2 separate regions of the Mus musculus genome follow, and region 2 is linked to region 1. A link is a contact called in public Hi-C data. All regions are on one chromosome and are shown on one strand. The core of a region is the stretch at or near the end of the contact, and the rest is flanking DNA. Distances in the headings are between cores, read along the strand shown. Region 1 holds the start of 1190007I07Rik (RIKEN cDNA 1190007I07 gene). Region 2 overlaps Txnrd1 (thioredoxin reductase 1).

Region 1 (6,740 bases), core at 1,337-3,836:
CCAAAATAAAGAACAGTTTACAGTTTAAAAAAAAAAACCAAACAGGTCGATTGAGCTGGAGAGTGTGTTTAACACACATGCTTTTCTTGCAAAGGACTGGAGTTCAGTTCCCAGCATCCACATGGTGGTTCACACCACCTGTAACTCCAGTTCCAGAGTGTTCAACACCCTCTTCCGACCTCTGAGTGCACAGGCATGCACATGGTACATACATGTAGGCAAAACATTCAAATGCATGACATTAAAGAGATCTTAAAAAATGGGCAAGAGATTTGAACAGATACTCCACCAAAGGATACAAGTATACAGAAGTCTATGAGCCAGAGCAGTGGATGGTGGTATATTCTTATAAGCCCAGCAGTTGAGAGGATGAGGCAGGAGGATCACTGCAAGCTCAAGTCCAGTTTGAACTATTATGATGCATTTTAATTTGTATTTTGTATGTATGTGTCTGTTTGGGTGTACATGTACCTGTGTAGATAAGTGTGGAAGTCAGAGGCTGACATTAAATAACTTCTCAGTTACTCTGCATCTTATTCTTATTTACTTACTGTCTTAGGGTTTCTATAGCTGTGAAGAGACACTGTGACCGAAGCAACTCTTATAAGAAAACATTGGGGCTGGCTTATAGTTTCAGAGGTTTAGTCTGTCATCATGGCAGAAAGCACTGGGACACACAGGAGTTATGCATGGTGCTGGAGAGGTAGCTCAGAGTTCTATGTCTGATTGGCAGGCAGCAGGAAGGGAGTGAGACACAGCCTGGCTGGAACATCTAAGACCTCAAAGCCCAGTGAGACACCTCCTCCAGTAAGGCCACATATACTCCAATAGGCCACACCTTCTAATCATGCCACTCTCCATGGGTCAAGCATTCAAACCCTTGAGTCTGTGGGGGCCATGCCTATTCAAACCACCACCACAGTCTCTTTATGTACTCCTGGCTGTTCAGGAATTTTATTATATGTAGACCAGACTGTCGTCCAACTTACTGAGATCTCCCTGCCTCTGCTACCCTAGAACTGGAATTAAAGGTGTGTGCCACCATGCTCAGCCTTTTTGAATTTTTTTTTTTAATTTTGAATTACATGCATGAGGGGATGTGTGGGTCCAGGCATGTGAGCACAGGTGCTCATGGGATCCAGAAGTTTGGAGCTAGAAATGGCTGTGAGTTTCCTGAGTGTTGCCAGTGTCCTTCTAGTCCTCTGCAAAAGCCCTACCCACTCTTAAAAGTTGAGCCATTTCTCATACCTATTTAAACCACCATGTTTAATTTACATGTTTAGTTCTGAGACAGGTACCTGGAAGTCGCCAATTGGGCTAAGCTCTAGTGAAGCAGAGACAAGCCGATCTCTTGGGTTCACTGGGCAGCTAACCTATCCTATTTTGGGAGCTCCAGGTCAATGAGACACCCAGTTTGGAAGAGGAATAAAAGGAAAAAGAGAGGAAAGGACAGTGCCTGAGATTCAATGCTCCTGAAGTTGTCCTTTGACCTCTAAATCGCATATGTGCCCACACATGAACAGTCACAGAAAACTTGGGCATAATGTTGATTGCCTTAGTTGTGGGTATAGTCTTCCAGATGTATACTTTCTGTGAGATTATTATATGTCAAACTTAATACCATTTAGTTAAAACTAATTTTTTTTATTATCATGAAGTTAAAAAAAAGCATGTGTGTGTGCCTGTGTGTGTGTAAGAAAAGAATTTACAGAGCTATCTCTGCTTCCATCATGTGGGGCTGGGGGAGCAAAATTGTGTAGTCAGGTTTAATGACAAATGCCCTCCACCCCCAATCCTGAGCAATTTTGTGCCCAGAGTTAAAAAAAAAAGTTATCACGATTCCTGTTACACAATGCTACCTTAATGCTTCAAAATTCTTGCAGTTTACTTAACAAAAATGAACCCACAATCAAAGCATGAACCCACAATCAAAAACACTCTCAGATTAAGTAAGGTGATTGGAGGTCTCTTTTCCAGTAAAACCATGACCCAAAGGTACTGTACCTGGGTGTGGCTCTGTGTAAAGTTTCAAAGAACCGCAGGAACCAGGAGAATAAAGCTTTGAGCTGCTCTCTCTAGAGCAGTGGTTCTCAACCTTCCTAATGCTTCCACCCTGCAACACCCTCAGGATTTTTTATTTAATACCCTTAGGCTGTGGTGAGCCTCAACAATACAATTTACTTTGTTGCTATTTTATAACAGTGATTTTGCTGTGACTTGTAAATATCTGATATACAGGAGATGTGATAGACGACTCCCAGAAAGCGGTCAGTGAGTCCTTCCAAAGGTGTCCGATTTGCAGGTTAAGAAGAGGAGCTGTAGTGTGACCTGCCCTTTGCCCTTGCAAGTGCTGTGCTGCGAAACCCCGCCTCTTCCTAACCACGTGGGACACGTGCAGTTTCCTTTGTGCGAAAGATCAAAGGATGCTGTAAACATCACAGTTGCCAGGAATGGCAAACGCAGGATTGGGACAGTGACCAACCAGGAGCTAGGATTCCAGGCTGGCTAAGGGGTGGAAACGGTCAATTCCCCCCCCCCCCCCCCGCCCAATTCCAGCCCCAAGTCCGTCAGAAACAATCGAGTGCGCCTGCGCGAGTATTGCCTCCGCTTTCCGCTCCGTCGCTGCGTCGGACCCTGTACTTTGGTTCCTGCCCGCTGGAGGTCCGTCCTGGTTCTAAAGCGACCCTGTGACCTGTCTCCCTGCGCGCGTGCACTCCGCGGTACAGTCTCGTGCGCGCATAGTCGTGGGAAGGAACGAGGGGCTCCAGCGTCTCCCTGAGTGGCTGAGGGAGCGAGGAACCGCCGAGCCCTCCTTCCCCTGCTCGGCGGGCGCAGGCTGCAGCTAGCAGGTGCCCCGCTCGCTGGTCGCGGGGGAGGAAGTTGCGGGGGCACCCGAGGTGGTGTTGCGACTCAGCCACCCAGGGTCAGCGGTCAGGCCATCTGAAGGCTACCCAGCCCTCTAACGCTGTGCCCTTTCCGTCCCCGCCAGCTCTCCACCATGCCCGGGGGCGTACCCTGGTCCGCCTACTTGAAAATGCTTTCCTCCAGCCTCCTGGCCATGTGCGCCGGGGCCCAGGTGGTGCATTGGTACTATCGGCCTGACCTGGTGAGTGCTGTAGGGCGCGTGCCCATCCTCGGGGTGAGACCCTCGCGTTCAGTCCACTTTGCTCAGTCCCTCTTGACTTTTAGATTGTCCCCAGTGTTTGGATACCTAGCTCGCTCTTAACACTCAAGAGTGTGTCTAATAGTTGTGGTGAGCCAGCCTGGTCTACAGAGCGAGTTCCAGGGCATCCGGGGCTACACAGAGAAACTGTATCGCGGGAGTGGGATATCTATATCTATATCTAAATCTATATCTATCTATATGCTTATAGATAGATATATGCATATCTTAGTGAAACAGAAAGTGTCACGAACTTTCAATGGAAATGCAGTTTTGTGTCTCGTTTCTGCAGGAGTAGTTGCCTGCCGCACTTTACCGAGGAAATAATGCCTAGAATTTGATCCTGTGAGGTTGACTTGATTCATCTCATTACTATTGGAGATGTGCAAGGGTTGTTACCAGCAGCTACCTGTAGTTGGGGAGAAAGCAAAACAAAACCAGTCTCTAAAATGAGCGGTACTAAGGGTCCTAGGCCACCTCAGACTGGTTAGTAGAGAATCTTTACTGATAGGCGTAGAGGCCAAGGTGGCTGGCTGCTATAGGATGCTGAATGCTTTCCTATTATTTAAGGGATTTATGTCCATTACCTACCTTGTCTTTTGCAATTATTCCAGCCACCACTGTTATAACTGAAAGGTTTGGGGAGAGAGCAGAGGAAAGGAGACCGTGGTGGCTGCCCAAAGTTGGCACTCAGTGCTGCCTTAGGGAGAACAGCTAAGATGCTTTGTTTTAGGTGTCCAGCATAACTCACTCATTAGGACAGCAAAAGAGACAACTGTATTCTCATAGTTCTTTAGGCTGAACCCCAGGTCTCATCCTAATTCATCTCTTATTGTGTGCCTCAGCAAATGCCACTGGGTAAATATGGACAATACATCCACATCTGTCCACATCGATCACCACACTGCCTACCCTAGCCAAGCCACCGTCAGTTTCTCTCTTCAGTTAAGACAGTAGCTTCCTGCCCATCTTCTGCCCTCCACTCCTGCTTTCCCTGAAACGTCTCAACAGAGCTTCCATCGCTCTTTTTTATCCTGGAGTCAGGCCATGTCGTTCTCCTCAAAACTCACCAGTATCTTCCTGCTTCCAAAGCAAAAGCCACGGACTCTTTATGTCCCTCCCACTGTCCACCAACTAAGCTTTCTAACCTGCTGAACACTGTGTCAGCTGTACCGATGACTTCCTTGAACTGAAGACATAGTCTTTGGTTTGGTCCTCTGCCCTTGTGATCCTATTAGCCTGAAACAAGACTGTTTCCACATCCTCCTCCCTCCTCCCCTCCTTCCCTCCTCCCCTTCCTCCTCCTCCTCCTCCTCCTCTTCCTCCTCCATGTTCTGAAGTGACCCTCTGAGCCAAAAGCCTGTGTAGAGGTGCTCATTTTCTAACAACCAGAGAAATGCAATCTGCAGTCAGAACCACTACTCTGCTGGCCATAATGAAACAGCAGTTGTCAAGGACAGGGAGAAATTGGAACCTTCATACGCTACCCTTGGGAATAGAATATCACACGGCTGTTTTTATATGTAACTAGTCTGCTAGTTCCTCAAACAGCATATATGTTCCTGCAATTCCCAGTTTAGTTTTCTCCCCAACAAACACTAAGACATCTGTCATACTTACTTGTTTGATTCTGTACATGTTCATAGGTGGGAACAATTCAGATACCTGAATACCTATGGAAAACATGTACATCTTTATAAGGGAATAGCATTCAGTGATCCTACATGAATGAACTTTGCAAACACTACATGAAAATATTGAGCAATAAAAGACCACATGATATATGGTGGGCAAATATATATGGACAGAGTTGGCTTGTGGGGACCACTTGGGAATGGAATAGGAGTTTCTTTTGAAGCAGTAAAAAGATTCTACAATTTTATTGTGATAGACTCACAGTTCCAATTCTACTGTACTGAAAACCATTGTTTTTGTACCTTTGTGGTGCTGGGAATCAAACTCTGTCATATACATTCTGCACCCATTTCCCTCTGTCTTTCTGAAAGGTAGAATTGTGTGTTGCTCATGTATGACTTTATGCACATCACATGCTGGCTGCTTCCAGTCTTTTGGGTACATTAACTACCAATAGTTATTTCCTAGGCCTGGTGCATGGCAGAGAGTTAGCAAATATTGTGGGAATGGATTTTCAAATGTTGAATTCTCATTTGAAATCACAGTTGTGAGTCAGTTGGATTTATCCCTGTGCATCCTCTAGGACTTGAGATTTGCCAGGACGATCTATTCAAGACAGCAAGAAATTCAGATCAATCAGGAGTCTTCATAAAAATGGCCTGGTACTGAGTAGCATGCACGAGGCTTTTGTTTTTTCTAAAGCTTTTTAGATCATATTGAAGTGTTGTTTCAGAATGTGATGGTATCTGTTTTTTGGCTTTTGTTGTTGTTGTTGTTGTTGTTGTTGTTTTTTTGTAGACAATACCTGAAATTCCACCAAAGCCTGGAGAACTCAAAACGGAGCTTTTGGGACTGAAAGAGAGACGCCACGAACCTCATGTTTCACAGCAGTAGAAACTTCAAAATAACAGCTGTGCCAAGAATTCTGTGAATAATGTTTCAAATATGTATTTTAAAATTTATTAAGTAAAACTACTTTTTAAAACACCGAATTTAGGGGGCTCAATGGCTCAGAGGTTAAGAGCACTGTCTGCTCTTCCAGAGGTCCTGTGTTCAATTCGCAGCAACCACTTGGTGGTTCATAACCATCTATGAGTTGTACCCTGTTCTGGCCCGCAGGCAGAATGCTGTATACATAATAAATCTTAATATTTTTTTAAAGATAGTCTTACTATACATTCTTGGCTCACCTAGAATTTGCTGTGTAGATCAGGCTGGTCTCCAGTTCACAGGATCTGTAGGTGTCTTAGTCAGGGTTTCTATTCCTGCACAAACATCATGATCAAGAAGCAAGTTGGGGAGGAAAGGGTTTATTCAGCTTACACTTCCACATTGCTGTTCATCACCAAAGGAAGTCAGGACTGGAACTCAAGCAGGGCAGGAAGCAGGAGCTGATGCAGAGGCCATGGAGGGATGTTACTTACTGGCTTGCTTCCCCTGGCTTGCTCAGCCTGCTCTCTTATAGAACCAAGACTACCAGCCCAGAGATGGTACCACCCACACTGACCCTCCCCACCTTGATCACTAATTGAGAAAATTCCTTACAACTGGATCTCATGGAGGCATTTCCTCAACTGAAACTCCTTTCTCTATGATAACTCCAGCTTGTGTCAAGTTGACACACAAAACCAACCAGTACAATAGGTCTCTACAAAAAGGTCTTGCTGTGTGTGTAGCACATGCTGACCTCAAACTAAGAGTCTTTTTTTTTCCATTTTTTATGAGGTATTTAGCTCATTTACATTTCCAATGCTATACCAAAAGTCCCCCATACCCACCCACCCCCACTCCCCTACCCACCCACCCCCCCTTTTTGGCCCTGGCGTTCCCCTGTACTGGGGCATACAAAGTTTACGTGTCCAATGGGCCTCTCTTTCCAGTGATGGCCGATTAGGCCATCTTTTGTTACATATGCAGCTAGAGTCAAGAGATCCGGGGTACT
Region 2 (7,720 bases), core at 1,909-4,408, 250 kb before region 1:
GATGAGGAACCGCTCTGCTGAATAGATTTTTTCTTTACCTTTGTTATTTGTCGCCTGCAAAGGAAACAATGTCAATCCCAATGGAGGACTAGCCCTTAGAACCTGTGCTTAGCAGAGGGCACTTACAGTGTCTCCCTCAGTTCCCAGAACAGTAAGAGAAACTAAAGGCTGAGCAGATGAAGGACCGCCTTGAGGAATAGTGCTACAAGGTGAGGGAGCAAGCCTCACATCCAGGTAACCTGGCCCAGGACAGTGACACGCCCCAGCCCCACAGAAGGCCCCACGAAGTGTAGCAGCAAAGTGACCAAACTGAACAGTTAAGGTCACGGTGACCTTAATTTTTGCACCTTTATTTGATTTCTTAAAACACATTTGAAATGATTTTCTGTGCTAACACCAGTGAAAGCTATTTTGAGAAGGCAGGAGAGGAGCATAGAGTACAGCTTTATAATTACCACAATCCTGTGAGGACCAATGAACCTCCCGTAAGCATTCTCATAGACGACCTTTTTCTCCCGGAGAGCTACGCGGTAGCCCCAGTTCAGCGAGCCGATGTGACTCTGCACAGATTCCGTCATTTTCTCCCAGTCATGCTTCACTGCGTGAGAAGAGAGAGCGCTCAGTCCTTCACACTGCCTGATGACTTAGCTCTTCAGTCACTCGTTCCCACCCAGAAGGACGAGTTCTCTTGGAGCACAAACACCACTTTCTCGTGCCCAGGATTCAAAACCACAACACAAATTCTTCCCTCCTTTACCAAGGAGCGGGCTGGTAGTTGACTTTGGATTATAAACACTGATCTGTGGGGCACAGGGTGCCATTATAACTGCAACTGCAACAAAGTCAAAGGCTCTGCTCTAGCCGGGTGCGGGTTACTACACCGTAACTGGGCATGCTCAGTGTGGGCAGACTGTGGTACATTTCAGTGTGGCCTGACATCATTTTGGTCAATGAACTTTTACTGAAATACAGCCAAATTCATTTGCCTGTCATCTGAAGCTGGTTTTACAATATGAAAACAGGGCAGAGTGATTCCACAGAGCTGTATGTCAGGCCCCAGCGCCTCAAACACTTGCTGGCTCCTTATTCAGAGAAACTCATTGTCCCCAAACCCTTACCTGGAAAAAAGAAAAACTTCTGTTCTAGAACTAAATTAATCCTTAGAGTCAAGACAGTACACACTACATTTCAAAATTAAAAGTGATAGAAAAAAAAGTACTCTTTTTGTGACAGCACGTATCTACAGCAGCACTTAGCGGTGTGCTCCAGGCCAGTGTAGACTATAGAGAAACACTTCAGTCTCAGTAGCAGTACGTGTCTGATCCCAGCACTCGGGAGGCAGAGGCAGGTGGATCTCTGTGTTTGAGGCCAGCCTGGTCTACAGAGAGAATTCCAGGACAGCCAGGGCTACACAGAGAAACCTTGTCTTCCCCACCCTACGCCCCCACCCCACCCCAAAAAAACAACTGCTACCACCAACATCTACCTTTAGTCACTGGTTAATCACTGTTACTAACAACTTGAAGAAAACAGGACACAGGTCAAATACACTCAGGAGAGACAGGAAGACAAGTCCCAGGGAGGTTATGGCAGAGGAGGAAACAACACAGGTCTCTCTCATGAAAATGAAGCTTCTAACACACTGATCAAGGAGCTGGCCACTGAGCACAGGATGGAACCAGGCTCATGGTCCTTAGGTCTGTGTCCTGAATTAGCAGGACTGCACAATAGTTAGCCTGTGGCTTTGTAGCGAATAAACTACAGGCACTTGGTGCACACATCAGGAAACGTTACAACTTTTAAATGAGACGCTCACTTTAGGGGCTGTGGAGCCAAGGTGGCTGGGGGCAGGGCTGCTGGAGGGAGCCTGGAAAAGCCTACCTGGCTGGCCTCTGTTCACCAGAAGAGCAGAACTCACTGTCCACCAGGAACGGAAAAGGACAGTACACACCCTGCCCCCACATGCCAATCACCTATAGTAGTTACCAATATCTTACCAATATCTATTCCTATGTGGGTTGAGTTTGGTTTTGATTGCTTTCTTTCAAACTAAAGCACTGTACTGTAAGTAAATCAGTGGGTGGCGGACTTGTCACAATGCTAGCAAGTGACAAGAGGCAAGCCTGACATCCAGGTAAGTCACTCTAGTCACAGTGGTGCAGCTGTCAGGTAATGCCCCCAAGCCAATGATTCGAACTCATGTGCAATAAATACATTCGACTCAATATTGCCCACAGCCCTGAGTGCGGGTCACAACACCCTGTGAGCTCAAGAAGCGTTTCTCAGACCGGACAACTGGTAGCCCTGGGGCTGATCCGGGCTGACTAGGGATAGGCGGACCTCGTCTAGGTCCAGGTATGTGTAGACTGCACACTGCCAAGACCACACAGCTTTTGAGCCCCTCCTCTTCCCCCACACCTGTGTCTTCGACTTTCCAGCCATAGTTGCGCGAGTCTTTCAGAGCTTGTCCGAGCAAAGCTGCCTGGTGCATCAGCTTCTTAGGTATGCAACCCACATTCACACACGTTCCTCCGAGACCTGCAACAACAGAGAGGTCAGTTCACAGCCCGCTGCAGGGCCTTCAAAGAAGCCAAAGAGTATTAAGATGTAATGAAACGACGATGACATCATCATCACCATCACCACCATCACCATTATTAGTCTAATGTAGCAAGCGCCATAGTGTTTCTAAGGTCACGGAGCCTAATGTACAGAACAAAGTAGTCACTGTGAAACAGACACATTTCCACAATTTCTATAACTTCCTCCAGATTCAGAAATGACCAATAGTGATGCAAACATCGAAATTGTACTCTGTGCAGAACCCTATACCTGCTACTGGATCTACATGCAGAAATGGTGAAGAGGTTGCTATATTAAGCGTAGTTAGATACAGGTCTGAAAATATGTATAAAATTTGATGCTTATGTGAATTTTGGGGGAAGCAGCCTATAGTTTTCCCTGACTCTCCAAGGAATTCTCATGTTACAACTCCTCTCTCCCAAAATAGTAATCGCTAAGACCATCGAGATCACTGCTTTCTATTAGAACGAAACTCAGGCAGGGAGGAGGGAGGTGGCTCCAGAGCTCACAGTTCAAGGCCTGTCCTCTGAAAATACCAGTGTCACCATGAAGTCTAAACTCCACAGGTCAGGGACTGAACGCAGCACCAGGAACAGAGTGACACTTAGTCACTTGAGGATACGTGAGCTCACAGACTGCGCTGCAGTCTTATCTGGCTGGACTGCCACCACCTAGCTAATGTGAGCAGCGAGTGCTCTTTGTAAAAATGCACTAATAATCATTTCTCTTGCCTCTAACTCCTCACAGGCCCTCATTATCTGCCTTCATTGGTCCAAAGTCCTCACCGTGGCCTGTAAAGTGCCGTACAGTTTGACCTGCCTCTTTCTCTCCACTTTTACTTCTTGGCACACCCAGCTCTGACGACCCAGCTCTACAACAGAGGACTCTTACAGCCTCGCCTCGGGGCCTGAGTCTACTCTGTGGGCATGCTATCAAGTACTGCCTACAAGGTCTGCTTCAGCCTTTAGCACGTCTGCACCATTCTCTCCTGCAGCGCCTCTAGTGGGCATCTCTTCAGAAACCCTGGCTTAGAACTCTGTAGAGCTAAAGCCCTCCTCTACCCAGGAGGTCCTTCTTTCCGTACCACTCACCACCATGAGCCAAGTTCTTACTTCTGTTTCCCACTAAAGCGTACATTCCACAGGGGCAGGAACATCTTCCACTGAGTTCACTGCCTCAGCCCCATGCTCCTGGCTCACAAGTCACTGATACACAGTCAATGAATGAGCAGGCAACACGCAAGTCAGCAGGACTCAGATGACCACTGCTGCCCTTCTTAACGATCTGAATGCAGGGGGATTCGAAGAAAGCATCAACTCTCCCGGGTAACAGATTATGCAAAGGTGGCCCTGGAAGTCAGCTTGCGGTCAAGGGTTCTGCTGAACCTAAATCTACAGCACTGAACTGGATCCCTTTAACTCGGTTCACACGGGAGAGCTGGGCTTTGTCGTTTTTAAGTCAGCTTTTCGGAGCCATCGGCATCACCACCAGGGGAAAGCACTCGTGCAGATCTCAAAAACTCACCCCATCTGGTCCCAAGAGGAGTCGGTGTGACAAAATCCAAGACCAGCACTTTCTTGTCAAATTTGGCTGCCTCCTGGGAAACAAAGTACTCAAATGAGCCAGCAAGAGCGTGGAAAGGAGGGCTAGCACCCACACTATTTTTATTATGCTCTAGAGCCTGAGGTACAGCCAATCACAGATCGAAGTCTGGGAACCTCACTCACTCACTTAGCTCAGCTCTACGGCAAAAGCCAAAACACTGACAACATCAACGATTATACAGATTACAGCTGCAAAACTGTTTCCAACAGCTGGCCAGACCTGGCTAACTCCTGCATGGTTCCCCTTGAACATCAACAGACACAGCACAAATCGTGATAATAAGCACCTGGTAAGGCCATCTGAGTGTCTTACCCTGTACCCTGTGAGGCGACACAGTTAAAGGAACTGCTGAGTTTACCTCATATCTATATGGGAGGGGGGTTGTTTTCTTTTTCTGAAATTGTCTTTCTTGTAGAGACTATTTCTTTCTCACAGAGGAAGCGTGGTATACTAGCCACTGGACCTGCAAAGGTTACTGGAGAGCAAGGACAGAGGCTGTGTGTCCTTCAAGCATGCCACTGAGACAGTGACCCGCCGGGTGCTACTGCGGAGACAACTGGGAGACTTCACCGTCACTGGCTGATGGAGGCCAAAACTTGAAGGACTGTAACCACTTTCCCCTTTGTAAAAGTCGTGCTGGCAAGGCTGGCAGGCCTGAGGGCCATCCACACCAAGTGTGCCCTAAATTGCTGGGCTCTGAACTTCTACATGGAGAGGAAACTCCTCAGTCCGGAAAAGTGACCTACAGAGTTGTGTCTTTGTACCCCCTGTCAAAGTTAACAGAATAAACACACGAGCCTGGATGGACAAATGCAGAGGATGCAGAGAGCTGCCTGGGGAGAGGGTACTGCACCCTAATGTCACCAGCAGATAGTCTTGCCTTAGCTGCTGCCAGTCCTCCTGAGCCTCCTCCAATGATGATCAGGTCGAAGTCATAGGACCCAGGGGGATCTTTGGAGCCATTCATTGTTGGCAGCTTTTGAAGTTGGCCTTTTTTGTTCGGCTGCAGGGAAAACAACAGAAATGAAAAGAATGTAACTGAAGAGCAGCAATGCCCGAAAGTGCTGGGCCATCTTTCTTTCAAGGCAATCAAAGGCCATGAGGAAATCAAAGTGGAAATGTAGACTCCCACTTCAGCTGTGTGCAGAAACACCCAGGCTTGCTGAAGGCAAACCAATACTGCTTCACATCTAGGCCATTATCAAAGAGAACTGCATCCCAGCATCTTTTCCCATGCCTGCTCCCCACTCTCAAGTGTTAGACATTCTACACAGACAGCCCATCCAAACTGACTTACAGCTAACCTAAGTTTGATAACGCTCTCTCCCAGAATTTAGTATTTAGCAGGCCCATATTAATTATACATAATGGTTTTCACTGTGATATTTTCATACTGACCACCCAGGAACTTTTTCCCCTTACCTGATTTTTTAAATCTGTCTGTTTGTCTATAGGGAGGGACACCTGCCATAGCACGGTTGTACAAATCAGAGGGAAATTGCGGAGTCAGTTTATCACCTTGGTAACAGGCACCTTTGTCTGCTGAGCCATCTCACCAGCCCCCCTTCCTAGAGTTTTTAAACTAGGTTTTAAGTCAGGTTTCCCTCACTCTGAGGAAAATAAATCACAGAAACACAGAACTTCTACTGAAATTCTCCCAGTTACACAACCTGAGGCTATTAGATGGAACTGTTCGGCGTGGCTTTAATAGTGTCAGCAATACAATTTAGCAATCACCTTTACCTTGTCAAAGACAGATCAGTGGGCTAAGTCGTAAGCTAAGTCTGGTTAACACAACAAACACAATAATGTTAAGACAGCAGTTATACAGTTGGCGGAGTAATCAAGACTTTATTACATTGTGTAGTTGAAAGGCAAAATCTAAAATTGCAGAAAAATCACCAACCAGTATTGATCTACAGATAAACTTAGAAGTCTATGCCTCTACAAGGTACTTTATAGGTCCAGGGTTTTTTTTTGTTTTTGAGACAAGTGTCTTACTATGAAACTTTGGCTGACCTGGAACCCAGTATATAGACCTGGCTCTGCCTCCCAAACACAGGAACTAAAGGTGTGAGCCGCCAGGTTCAACTTCAAACCCATACGTGTACTGTACCCAGCCCTTGCAAGAGATTTTAAACAGGCAGGACACACGGAACTCTCTCTATAGCTAGCTACAGTCTGCACTGGGTTAGAGCACTGTTTTAGCATTACACACATTGTTACTTTATAATAAAGCCCTGGGCTAATGAGGGTAATGACAGAAAAGTTAGCAAGCACAGTAAAAAGATTTTTTAAAATCCAGCTTTACCTTTAAAATCTAAAAAGCCATGAACTTACCAGCTCAGATTGCGTATTTTTTTCCTGCCTACTATCAGGTGTGGAGGGTGGAGGGCAGATACAGGGGTCAGTAGGACAGGGCGTCTGGGATGAGGAGGGGAGTGTCTTGGAGGGACGTGAAGCAGGAAGCACAGCCCCACGAGGGCCCCTCAGCAGCACACGGGGCACATGTGGTGGCCGGGGGACTGGAGGGAGAAAACCTGGAAACCAGCAACAGTTGGGGCAAGTGGGTGCCACCCAGACAGTCTGCACAAAGGTTCTACCTCGAGAAGCTGGGAAGTACAGCCAGCAGTCATCAACTGGCATGGTGACCAGGGCTTCTCCTTCAATGCAGGGCACTGTGGGGGGAAACAAGCTGGTAGTAACATCCACTCAGATCACAGGAGTAGTCAGATAACCAGTGTGACTCCTCCCCAGGGAGTGGCCAAGAGCATGCAATCTGTTGGTTTTAAAGGGTAAACAAAAAAACTTAAACAGATGTTCTTAAAATAATAACCACCACCACCACCGTGAGGCTGAGGCAGTAAATCAGCTGTTGAGCTCGTTGTTCTTGCAGACTCTGGTTCCCAAACACCAGCATTATCATGCGTGCATATACACCTCCTTTAAATAAGGGGCACAGGTATGGCTCAATGGTAAAAACAACAACAAAAAAACAAAACAAAAAAAAAAACCACTAGCTGCTATTCCAGAGGACCCCTGTTCAATTCCCAAGCACCCACACAGCAGCTCATCATTGCCTAAAACTCAAAAGTCACTGGGCACACAAGCGGTGGAGACCCACATGCAGACAAACACCCATACACATGAGGTAAAAATAACTCGTCGCACTTGTGTGCTTTTCTTCACACGGCGGACAGAAGCATAGAAACACAGGCACAAAAATCAATCCTCGCCTGCATCCCAGAACCATGGCTGAGCATAAGCTGTGTGTGACAGACAAGCCTATGGACGCAGAAGATGGCACAAAGAGATGTTGCTGGTAGTGGGCCAGCATTTTCAAGCACAGGTAATAAGAGAACGGAGAGGAAACAGCAGCATTCCCACTTCCATTCACTGGATGAGTATCCCGTGATGTAGGACATGGCTCCAATCACGATCCCCATCTTGCTGCCCACGGTTGCTTGCATCAGAGCACAGTGGCACATCCCAGACAGACAGACAGACAGACAGACAGACCCACAGCATTCTG

Evidence for each region. A called contact is a pair of places that touch in the nucleus more often than the background predicts.
Region 2: a Hi-C map of liver shows a contact between it and region 1, with 3 times the contacts expected there. The contact joins the enhancer-like site here to the promoter of 1190007I07Rik in region 1. A contact is called at or near these places in 10 of 39 promoter capture datasets (the 3T3-L1 cell line, the C10 cell line, the SN4741 cell line and 6 more), 18 of 484 Hi-C or Micro-C datasets (CD4 T cells, the CH12 cell line, the G1E-ER4 cell line and 13 more), 7 of 115 datasets of contacts at active chromatin or transcription factors (the HPC-7 cell line, the SCID.adh cell line, effector CD8 T cells and 3 more) and 2 of 9 other capture datasets (adipose tissue and liver).

Annotation. Positions count from the first base shown.
Region 1 is chr10:82,619,074-82,625,813 of GRCm38.p6, reverse strand. It overlaps 1190007I07Rik (RIKEN cDNA 1190007I07 gene), which reads left to right and starts at 2,586. Exons shown (of 3, transcript NM_001135567.1): 1 at 2,586-2,849; 2 at 2,990-3,106; 3 at 5,597-5,963. The coding sequence starts at 2,999. The coding sequence ends at 5,692.
Region 2 is chr10:82,872,084-82,879,803 of GRCm38.p6, reverse strand. It overlaps Txnrd1 (thioredoxin reductase 1), which reads right to left. Exons shown (of 15, transcript NM_001042513.1): 3 at 5,069-5,191; 4 at 4,108-4,180; 5 at 2,419-2,538; 6 at 456-598; 7 at 1-54. The coding sequence starts at 5,155. Among named protein-coding and RNA genes, the nearest start is that of Eid3, 9.3 kb to the right of the region's middle. Within about 2 kb of position 3,158, at least 31 of the 459 cell types and tissues checked have an H3K27ac peak or open chromatin away from gene starts, as enhancers often do. A contact at or near this core is called in liver, muscle stem cells and pre-megakaryocyte-erythroid progenitors, where this site is marked.